Linked DNA regions of Sus scrofa: region 2 is linked to region 1. A link is a contact called in public promoter capture Hi-C data. All regions are on one chromosome and are shown on one strand. Each heading gives the region's core, a stretch centred on a gene start, on an enhancer-like site or on the middle of the called end of the contact. The rest is flanking DNA. Distances are from core to core; before and after follow the strand shown.

What was found. Promoter capture Hi-C pulls out the DNA fragments that hold promoters and counts their contacts.
Region 2: a contact with region 1 is called in a promoter capture Hi-C map of liver, with 3 times the contacts expected there. The contact joins the promoter of MTMR12 here to the promoter of DROSHA in region 1. A contact is called at or near these places in 2 of 5 promoter capture datasets (fetal liver and liver) and 1 of 2 datasets of contacts at active chromatin or transcription factors (skeletal muscle).

Annotation. Positions count from the first base shown.
Region 1 is chr16:17,846,608-17,851,399 of Sscrofa11.1, reverse strand. DROSHA (ribonuclease 3) reads left to right here and starts at 3,446. Exons shown (of 35, transcript XM_021077126.1): 1 at 3,446-4,596. C16H5orf22 (UPF0489 protein C5orf22 homolog) reads right to left here and starts at 3,128. Exons shown (of 10, transcript XM_003359737.4): 1 at 2,937-3,128; 2 at 1,536-1,681. The coding sequence starts at 3,017.
Region 2 is chr16:18,535,298-18,540,046 of Sscrofa11.1, reverse strand. It overlaps MTMR12 (myotubularin-related protein 12), which reads left to right and starts at 2,154. Exons shown (of 17, transcript XM_021077144.1): 1 at 2,154-2,370. The coding sequence starts at 2,203.

The DNA.
Region 1 (4,792 bases), core at 2,197-4,696:
GAAATACAAAGGTCATCTCAAGGAAAAGTACTTGTAATTGAATTGCAAGCTGAACACCATTTTTCTTGAAAGGGAGATTGACTGATAAACCATAGCTGTTCCAACTTGAATCTGAATTGCTGGATTCTACATTCCAACTAAGCGTTAAGAAACAAGTCAAATTTTGGCATAGTATTAAAGAATACCCATAATTATCTGAAAAGGATAAGAAAATACTCTTCCTGAATTTCCTTCATGTACTTCCATCCAAACAACACATGGTAACAAATTGAATGGAGAATCTGAGAATCCAGCGGTCTTCTATAAAGGCAAATATTAAGAGATCTGCATTGCACTGCTACTCTTCAAAGTTTTTTTTTTTCCTGCTTTAGAAAATATATCTGTTTTCCAAAAAAATATTTTATTTATGCTAACATATAAAAGTATCATTTTGAAATGAATTCATATTTTAAGCATTTCTCAGTTTTAATTTCATATATGGTAAGTATCAATAGATATAACCCACATAAAAAAAAAAAACTCAAGAATTTTTAAAGTTATACAGGAACCCTGAGATTAAAAATGTTTAAAAATGTATTCTACAACTAACTCTAAGTGGTCATACATGCTTCGTAATTCCTTTCAACTTCTAAAATATAAACCTCTAAATATAAAAGACAGTAAGGACAATGGTAGCACTACCACATTTCTTTAGAAATTAGTGTGCTGAGTTTTAGTGTCAACTAAAAGAAATGCAGCAGGCTAAAATTAATTCTCACAAGCATCTGTTTTTAATTTTGTATTATAACAAGAAAATTACTGCTATATAACTTTTCATAGTGTATGAACAGCTATATTGTGACAAATACATAAGAGACACTGACAGAATTTCAGGGAACTTATTACTGAAGAGAGACTAGTAAGTCACTATTTAGAGATACACTAGGTATGTCTTTCTTGAAGAATAGGGTACAATTTCACATCCATCTCTATGATTCTATATAACTGAAAGTCAATAGGATTTGTGACCTGAAAATAAAAAAACTGAGCAGTTGGAAGAACTCAATACTGAAAGAAAGCATAAATTAAAGATGTGCTGCTTATACAATTACTGAACTATGTGTTCAAGACATTTTTTTGTGTCTCCGTATCCCGACTTTTACAGGGAAAAAGGAAATAATTTCTAAAGTCTCTTCTACTTCTACTTTTAAAATCCTATATTCTAAAGCAGAGGGTGGCAAACATTGGCTGGGCCACTGGTTTTTGCAAATAAAGTTTTACTGGAACACAGCCACTGATACTTGCTGATGCTGTGTTTACAGCTGCTTTCACACTATAAAGGCAAAAATAAGCAGGTGCACCATATGGCCAGCAAGCCTAAAATATTTACTATCTGGCCCTTTAAGAACAAGTTTGTTCATACTTGCTATAAATAAAAAAGGCAAACAAAACAAAAGCAAAACTCAGGAGCTTCGAAAAAACTATTTCCCATAACTGCTTATCATCTACCACAAATTGTATTTCGGGCACATAAGAGATCATTAACAAAATATTACCCAAAAAGCGTTTCCTTATCAAATACAGTGTCAGCTGGCATATTCACAGGAATAAGGAGGTCTGGATGTGAATCAAAATGCACAAAACTTATGTTACTTGCAGGAAGATGCTTTGAGCCAATGGCCCGGTATATAAAAGGCAGAACCTGTAAAAGACACAGGCACACATTCAGAATAGGCACTGACATCATGAACATACACCCAACTGCACGCTGAAAAATAATGCTAAACATAATTGCATATAATTTGAGTCCACCAAGTTGTTAAAAAGTAGGAAAATATAAAATTTGTTCATTGAAGATGGGTATAGATAATCATCTTAAGCTTTATTTTTTCCTCAGAACTTCCAGGTTACACTTCTGAAGGCTTTAGTGGGCATCTCTGGCTGCCATGTTGCCTCCACCATGAACTAAAGATAGCGTGGGGAGGCAGACAAGGACTGGCACTCGGGGAAAAAACTGATAGTTAATACACATTCTGGCACTAAAGGTATGCTCTGGACACTCTGGGTCTCTGGGCCTTTTCTATACTTTTAGGCTATGTGGTCTACAAGGCTCTGTGTTCTGTTTCAGTCTTTAGAGTTATAAGTTGAAGACTGAATTTGAAAGCACCACCAAACCCAAGCTTGCTCTTTTCTCCCAGATCCATATGCACTACATCTAGGTCCCCAGAAATCCAACTTCCTTTTTATTCTCTTATCTTTTTCCATCCACAAATCTGGAATCACCCTCTTCCTCTTTAATATCCAGAGAACTCTCAAGACATACTACTGCTATTAAAAAAAAAAAAAAAAAAAAAAAAGAAAGAAAAAAGACTTAGATCCATGGGACTCTCGAAGGCTTTCGGAAGTCTAGATTACAACAGGTATCCTAAAGCAGCAATACTACAGATACAGAAAATATCTTTAATGTTTATAAATGCGGTGTTAAAAGATTTAGGCACGCACTCTGCACACAATAATACTCCTAAAGGACTTATGAATGAGCAACACTTAGTACCCACGTCACAGATGACAGTTCACATTCTTAACAAAAAGCTTCCCCCTTACACAGCAGGGCTGTGATGGAGATGCCAGGAGACAGTAAAGAAATCTGCGTTAAAGTGCAGGTTAAGGACTCCGGGCTCTGTAGTTCGACCGCCCACGTTCGAATCCTGACACCACTAGTTTGCTAAAGTGTTGTGGGATTTCGAACAAACCGCGGGGGTTAAATGAGCTGCCGGGCACTGCATAAACGTCTGCGCCTACTCTTCCAAGCTAGCCCGTTTGGTGTTTCCCCCACAGCAATGCAATTCGAGTGAATTACTAATTCTCGTCATCTCTCTGGCCTCCGAGGCCGAGGCTCCGCCGCTCCCTAAGTCCTCGGGCGATTCTGCCCCAGCGTCCGGCAGCCACCCGCTCACCTCCTGATGATCCTCCACCACCCAAACGGGGAGCTCCGGGTAGCACCGGAGCCGGGGGCGCTCTCCCGCGGAGTCACTCATGTTTTCGCGCGGGGAAGCGTCTCAGCGAGCCTGAAGCTCAGTGCGAAGACGCCGGCCTGCCGCAGCTGTGGCCCTGCCTCCACTCCCGGGTGGAAACGCGCGCTCACCCGGTTGCGGTTCCGGGTTGGAGAACGTAAGGGGCAGGGGGAGAGCACCGGAGGGCTTGACGAAGGCGATTGGCTTAGATTTCCGTCGCTCTTATTGATGCGCCAATCACTGCGCACAAGGCGCTGCGGCGAGTCCAGGAGCTTTCCCTACTGTGGTCCAGCTTTCAGGTTTGCTTTTAATTCTCTCGGTTTCCTGTTCCGGAGGCGCAGGCGGCGCTAAGGTCTTGGCGGCTCCGCTATATAAGTCTGGCTTTGCTCTGACGGAGATCCCGAGAGCCTCTTGTAGGTAAAAGGGGCAGTTTGAGGGTGTTGGAAGAGGGAGTGTTTTGGAGTGTCCGGATTTAAACCGGGCTGGAGTCCGGGGCTGGGGCGAGAGGCTCCTGGGAGTTAGATAGGGTAGTCCCTCTTCAGAGCTACCGCTAAGAGCAAAAAGCGACCCTAGGCCCAGATCCCACAAATAAATAGGAGTGAAGAAGGAGACCTTTCATTCATTGTGGAGCGCATGCGGTGGTCCAGGCCTGGGGCCGCCCGGGTGTCGGAGGGGAGACCAGGAGCTTACCTCGTGGGGCTCACAGTCTGGCGGGAGATGTAAACAGGGGAAACATGCAATTACAGATCAGTTAGACGAAGATGACCAGCCTGCAGATTCAACTCAGGGAGAGAGGGTGTTACTAAAAACGTAGTCACACTTTGCAACCCTTTCTTACATGGACCGATGTTCCTGGATGTGTTAACTATGCAAAACAGCTCCCTAAGTTTCTCTGCTTCGAAACAGCAACTTAGGAGTAGGCAGACGCAGAAAATAATTTTCCAGTTGCAGTGAGGTCCTTGATTTGAATTAAAGTTTGCATCCACAATACAGCCTAACCATGCCTTTAATAGTTGATTTCATAATTAGGGTTTTCAGGTATTCTATCTTTAAAATCATCCATAAGGATCTGATAGTGAGTGTTCAACAGCAGTCTGAACACACTGTTCAAGAGTGTTGTTGATCCTGTTTGTTGCCCACCTCTAGATTCAGTACACTTTTTTGTTCCCTAGACCCTGTGCATATCTCTTTTCTTGGGTTTATCCTAATACATATATTTAATGTATCTGTATGCGGATTCTGAGCTTAATAAGTAATCCAGGTTATGTATCTTACTCATCTTTGAGTGCTCAGGGCTTGTGACATGTGTAGGCTCACTAAGTGTTGCATGAATCAGTGAAAAGACGTGCTTTTGTCTGGTTTTGGTAATGCACATCTGTTGCAGATATATGCAGTGTGGAAATGTACAGTAGCAACCTAGAAACATACCATTAGTGAGACAGTAAACATTTATTGATCACCTACTATGTGCAGGATACTCTGCCAGGGCCTGTGAAGGATTCAGAAATGACTATGAATCAATAATCCAATCCATCAAGGAGCTAATAATCTAGTGGAGGAGTTAGACATGTGCACACATGGCTATAATATGAGGAAGTCTCTGGTAAGTGCTATAAAGAAGTAAGTACAGACTGAGAGTAACAGGAGTCTAGAAGGAATGGGATTACTTCCTAAAGGGAACTAAGAAAGGCATTACAGAAGAAAAGAGGTGGCATCTGACCTAGGTAGAGGGCTAGAAATTCAATGGGCAAATCATCAGGTAGGAGGTTTTAGAAGAGCGGGAACAAAGAACAAGCTTG
Region 2 (4,749 bases), core at 905-3,404, 690 kb before region 1:
GGGGCAGTCCAGGGTGCCAGGGCACAGTGGGCACACAAGAGGACATAGAATGGCACAGGAGCTGAGGCTGCAAGACCCCTTCATTGGCTCTACTGTCACATCAAACTTCACTTAAAAAACACAAATTTGGGAGTTTCCATGGTGGCTCAGCAGGTTAAGAACCTGACTAGTATCCATAAGGGTGAGGGTTTGAGTCCTGGCCTCACTCAGTCGGTTAAGGATCCTGTGCTGCCATGGCTGTGGCGTGGGCTGGCAGCTGCCGCTTGGATTCAAACCATAGCCCGGGAACTTCCATATGCCACAGGTGTGACCCTACAAAGAAAAAAAACAAAAACACAAATTTAAAGGTAAAATGATTCAGGATTTGAAGACAGAAGCCACAAAGCATTTAAACCCCAGCCCTTCTAAGTGCAAGTCTTGTGTGACTGCGCTAGTTGCATGTCTGAGAAGCAAGCCCTGGCCACAGGCGGCCATGCTAACATACTGACTATGGTGGAAGAACATGAAAAATTCAAAGTTCTTTGAGAAGTAAGAAAGTAAAAATTTGTTCAGACTGTAAAAATATGCCCTGCCATTTCACTTTGATTGTTTTTTTTGTTTGTTTGTTTTGTCTTTTTTTTTTGCCATTTCTTGGGCTGCTCCCTCTCGGCATATGGAGTTTCCCAGGCTAGGGGTCTAATCGGAGCTATAGCCACTGGTCTACGCCAGAACCACAGCAACGCAGGATCCGAGCCGCGTCTGCCACCTACACCACAGCTCACTGAGCAAGGGCAGGGACCGAACCCGCAACCTCATGGTTCCTAGTCGGATTCGTTAACCACTGCACCACGACGGAAACTCCCATTTCACTTTGAAAAGTAAAAACTTCTGCGAAATATAAAGTAATACTATTAGTCTCCACAAATAACGTCATTCCCAACACCTCCCTAAGGTATATCTTTCAAATGAAGTCTGACTTGGCCTTCCCAAAGAGAATTGACCATTCTTTTATTGGGCTTCTTCCCAATTTGTATAATTATAATGTTCAGAACCTGGGCTTTGGAATCAGACACACCTGGGTTGGAATCCCAGCTCTGTTAGTGACTTATTATGAGATCTGGATAAATTACTTGCATTTGCTCTTCCACCTGAGAACCAGGATAATGTAATTCAGGGGTGGCTCCAGAACTGCAGTATCTGATAGGCTGAAGGATGGCAATCTGGTTGAAATGAGGCCACAGGACTTGTCCTGACCTATGTGTGCAAAAGTAAGCACATTCATTTTCGCTTAGAGTTTATGTTTATTTGGAGTGGCTTTGCTGGTGACCATGGGGCAGTCATGGAGAAGAAGAGGGTAAAGAGCCATTGATGGACTAGAATGCTTAGCAGGGTCTGATAGCGAGAAAATTAACTGCAAATATTTATTATTAGTTTTTTCCACTAGACTGAATTTCTTTAGAGCTGGTCCTGTCTTATTCATCTGTGTCTAAAACTATGCTTAGCGTCAAATGTCTAATGTAAATGAATTTTCTTTACAATCTTCACTAAAAATGAGGGTTTTATCGGAACTGGAGAAGGCAGATGAAAGACACCTCTTAAAGGCTTTGGTCATTCTGTTAGAAACACAGAGAAACAAACACAAAAGTTTAGAAAAATGAGGTCGACAAAGTCTTTTATGATCAAATATTTAAACCTGTTCCTAGATGCCTCTTATCACTTGGTTTGTCTAATTCGCATTCGGTGATATCTGACACCGCGCACTTGGGGAAATTTCATTCCAAAATGGCAAGAGAAGAGAACGACTGCAGTAAATCAAAGCTCACAACTCAGTGACTGCAGAATCTGTGGGCGACTGCGATGTTCTTACTATCCAATCGCCGAGGAGTCCGGAGAGAACGCTCTCTGGATTGGTCAGAGGAAACATCGCTCCAGGTTCATTCAAAGGGGCTTGAAGTGGGGGCTAGGCCCGCAGAGCCTTCTGGCCAATCAGAGGACGCATGACGGCGGGCTTTGCCGAACATAAGGAAAGGGACCTATCTCGGAAGGCGAGTATCCGCCAGTCAGCCCCGCAGGTCGGGAGCGGAGGGGGCGTGGCCTCCGGCAGCGAGTCCCAGACACCCTCGGCCCCCGTGGAGTGGGCGGGGCCCGCGGGCCTGGGCGGGGCGAACGGTGTCAGCGGCTGAGCCGGATGCGGGCGGCGCCGCGGCCGCCGCGGCCCTGGGGATGGGCGGAGCCCCCGCCGCCAGTGCTGGTGGCCGCTGCGAGCGGCCGCCTTTGCTCCCGCGCGTCGCTGCTTCTCAGGGCGGCGGTATGCTGGGGAAAGGGGTAGTCGGCGGTGGCGGCGGCACCAAGGCGCCGAAGCCCTCCTTCGTGTCATACGTGCGCCCAGAGGTGAGGAGGCGCCGCGCGGGCGGGGCGTCGGGCAGGAGCGGCCGGGGCGAGGGGCGCCGGGAGCCCCTTCCCTGCCGCTGGAAGGGCCGCGAGCGCTTCCTGCCGGTGTCCGGGAGGGAAGCCGGGCAGGGTGAGATCCCCAGGGGCGCGCTGGGCCTCCCCGCCGACCCGGGTGGGGATCTCCCGGCGCAGGCAGGCAGGTGCCCGAGTGAGGGCCCGGCTCTCTGGCGACCAGGTGAAGGGGCCCGAGACGGGGAGGTACTGCGGCCCTCAAGCTCCTGGCTACAGTGGAGGGGAGCTGGGGTTTGGAGCACCGCGGGAGGGGAAGGGTTGGAAGGGTCTGGACCCCCGTGGGGACCTGCCCAGAGCCTGCAGTCCGGGTGGGTCTGCCCTGCCCTTGGAATTTCTCAGCGAGCGTGTAGAGCTTGCTTATCTTAGCAGCTTGCTTCTGAGTGCTATTTGATGCCGCTGGTGGGATACCGTGCACTGCCTCCCGCCTCCCATCAGCACTGCAGGGAGAAAATGTGGGTCGGTCCCAGCCTCAGTCAGTCTCTGCCTCTCCTTGTGAATTCTCCGTCGCTTCTTCCCGCTTTCATTTCACCCCTCACCATCACCCTTTCGACGTCCTCCAGGAGTTTACTGTCAGGTTCATTCATTCATTCAGAAAATATTTTTTCAACTCCTATTCAGTGCCAGGCACTGTTCTAAACTGGGGTATACATCAGTGAACAAAACAAAGATCCCTGTTGTTCTGGATCTTATCTGAGGGAGAGAGGAGTAAACGACAGATAAAATACATAAAAGTAAATGATATGGCGTATTAGAAGTTGAAAAGTATCACGGGAAAAGAAAAGACCCCTCTTTCCTCCTTGTACAGTGGCATTTGAGCAAAGACTTGGAGGATGCTTGGGATCTGAGGTGCAGGTGGAGCGAAGAGTCTGGAGTGTTGGAGGGGCATCAAGGAAGCCGGACCTGCAGAATCCGGTGGGGGAAGGGGAGAGTCAAAGAACAGGAGGTTAGAGAGGTTACAACTTGTAGGTCATGCTGAGGGCTTCTTGAGCAATAGCTCCCAATCCGAATACCTAATTAGATGTGTTTTCATTTTGGATTTCTCCAGGTTTTTTCCTGCTCCTCTCTCAGCCCTTTAATTAGCCCTGTGCAGGCACACTAGAAGACTCTTGTGCTGTCTTTCCACTTGGGTAAAGCAAAGGCAGGTGGGCTATGGATGGGCGGTCTTGATCTGGGACTGCTTCTCTAAGACCACCTGTGGCCCAAAGCCTTTGCATATCTATCTTTAAATTCAAATGTGTCTTTCTTTCAGTGGAGTGGACTTATTTTTAGCCCTAATTTTAAAATAAAAACCACTTCCTTTGTAAATGCTTGATAAGGAGTCAGGGTCATCTTGAGTTTTCAACAGGCTCCCCTTATGTGTGGAGGGTAAGTCATGTGGTCATTTTCTCTTTGTGTCTTTTTTTTTTTGATTGAGCCCTGGTTGAAGTACAACTGATCTTTTAACCTTTCCTCTTCAGTGAGATTAAGCTATAAGTGGAAAGTCTTCTGAAATGTGGCCAGAGTTCAAGAATGTTCAAATTTTTTATCCACCAAGGGCACATGTTGTAATTAGACATGTTTTCCCTCTTTGCCCACAGCACCTGATATATTTCCTTTGAGGAATAATTAGGGAAGGGGAAGGGTTCAGCCCCAGCATAAGCCCAAAGTGGTCACATCTTTCAGATCCTTAAAGTTGGCAGTTTTGTTATCGTGCAATAAAACACTACTGTGTAGACACTATCATTCTTTGTTGAAATCTGTCTCTCAGAATAGTTACTAACAGAGGGTAAGGCTCTGACCTAAATTGTAGATGATTTTCAGAAGATAAGGGAATGAGGGAGTGAAAAGGCAATTTGTTTTTAAGTACAGCACAGCTTTCGCTAGGTATTACATTATTAGAAATGCGTGTGTGTGGCTTCATCATGTAGCCTATGTGCCTCTGAGAGCCTTGGGTGGAGTAAACTTCTCTTGGCTCAGTTAATAGGAGTCCTACGGACACTTTTCTGAAGCCTGTCATTCTGCTGTTTTCTATTCCTTTGCCTCAGAGTGCCTTCACCTTTACTGCCTCTTGTGTGTTTTCCTTTCATTTACTTCTTCACATGCCCTTTGCTTTTGTTAGCTGGGAAGTCACAATTTCTCAGACACCTTTTTCATGGTAGATCACTGAGCTACCAGAACAAGCTTCACACCTTCATGGTGTAAAGTGCCTTGTGCCTGGTGGTGAACTTGTTCTTGGCTGATCAGATCTTGGAAGGTTCAGCAGCAGCTGCATTCTGTATGCCGAAGAGGCTATCAAGGGTCAGCACTTAACTGTTAAAAACAGAAGGC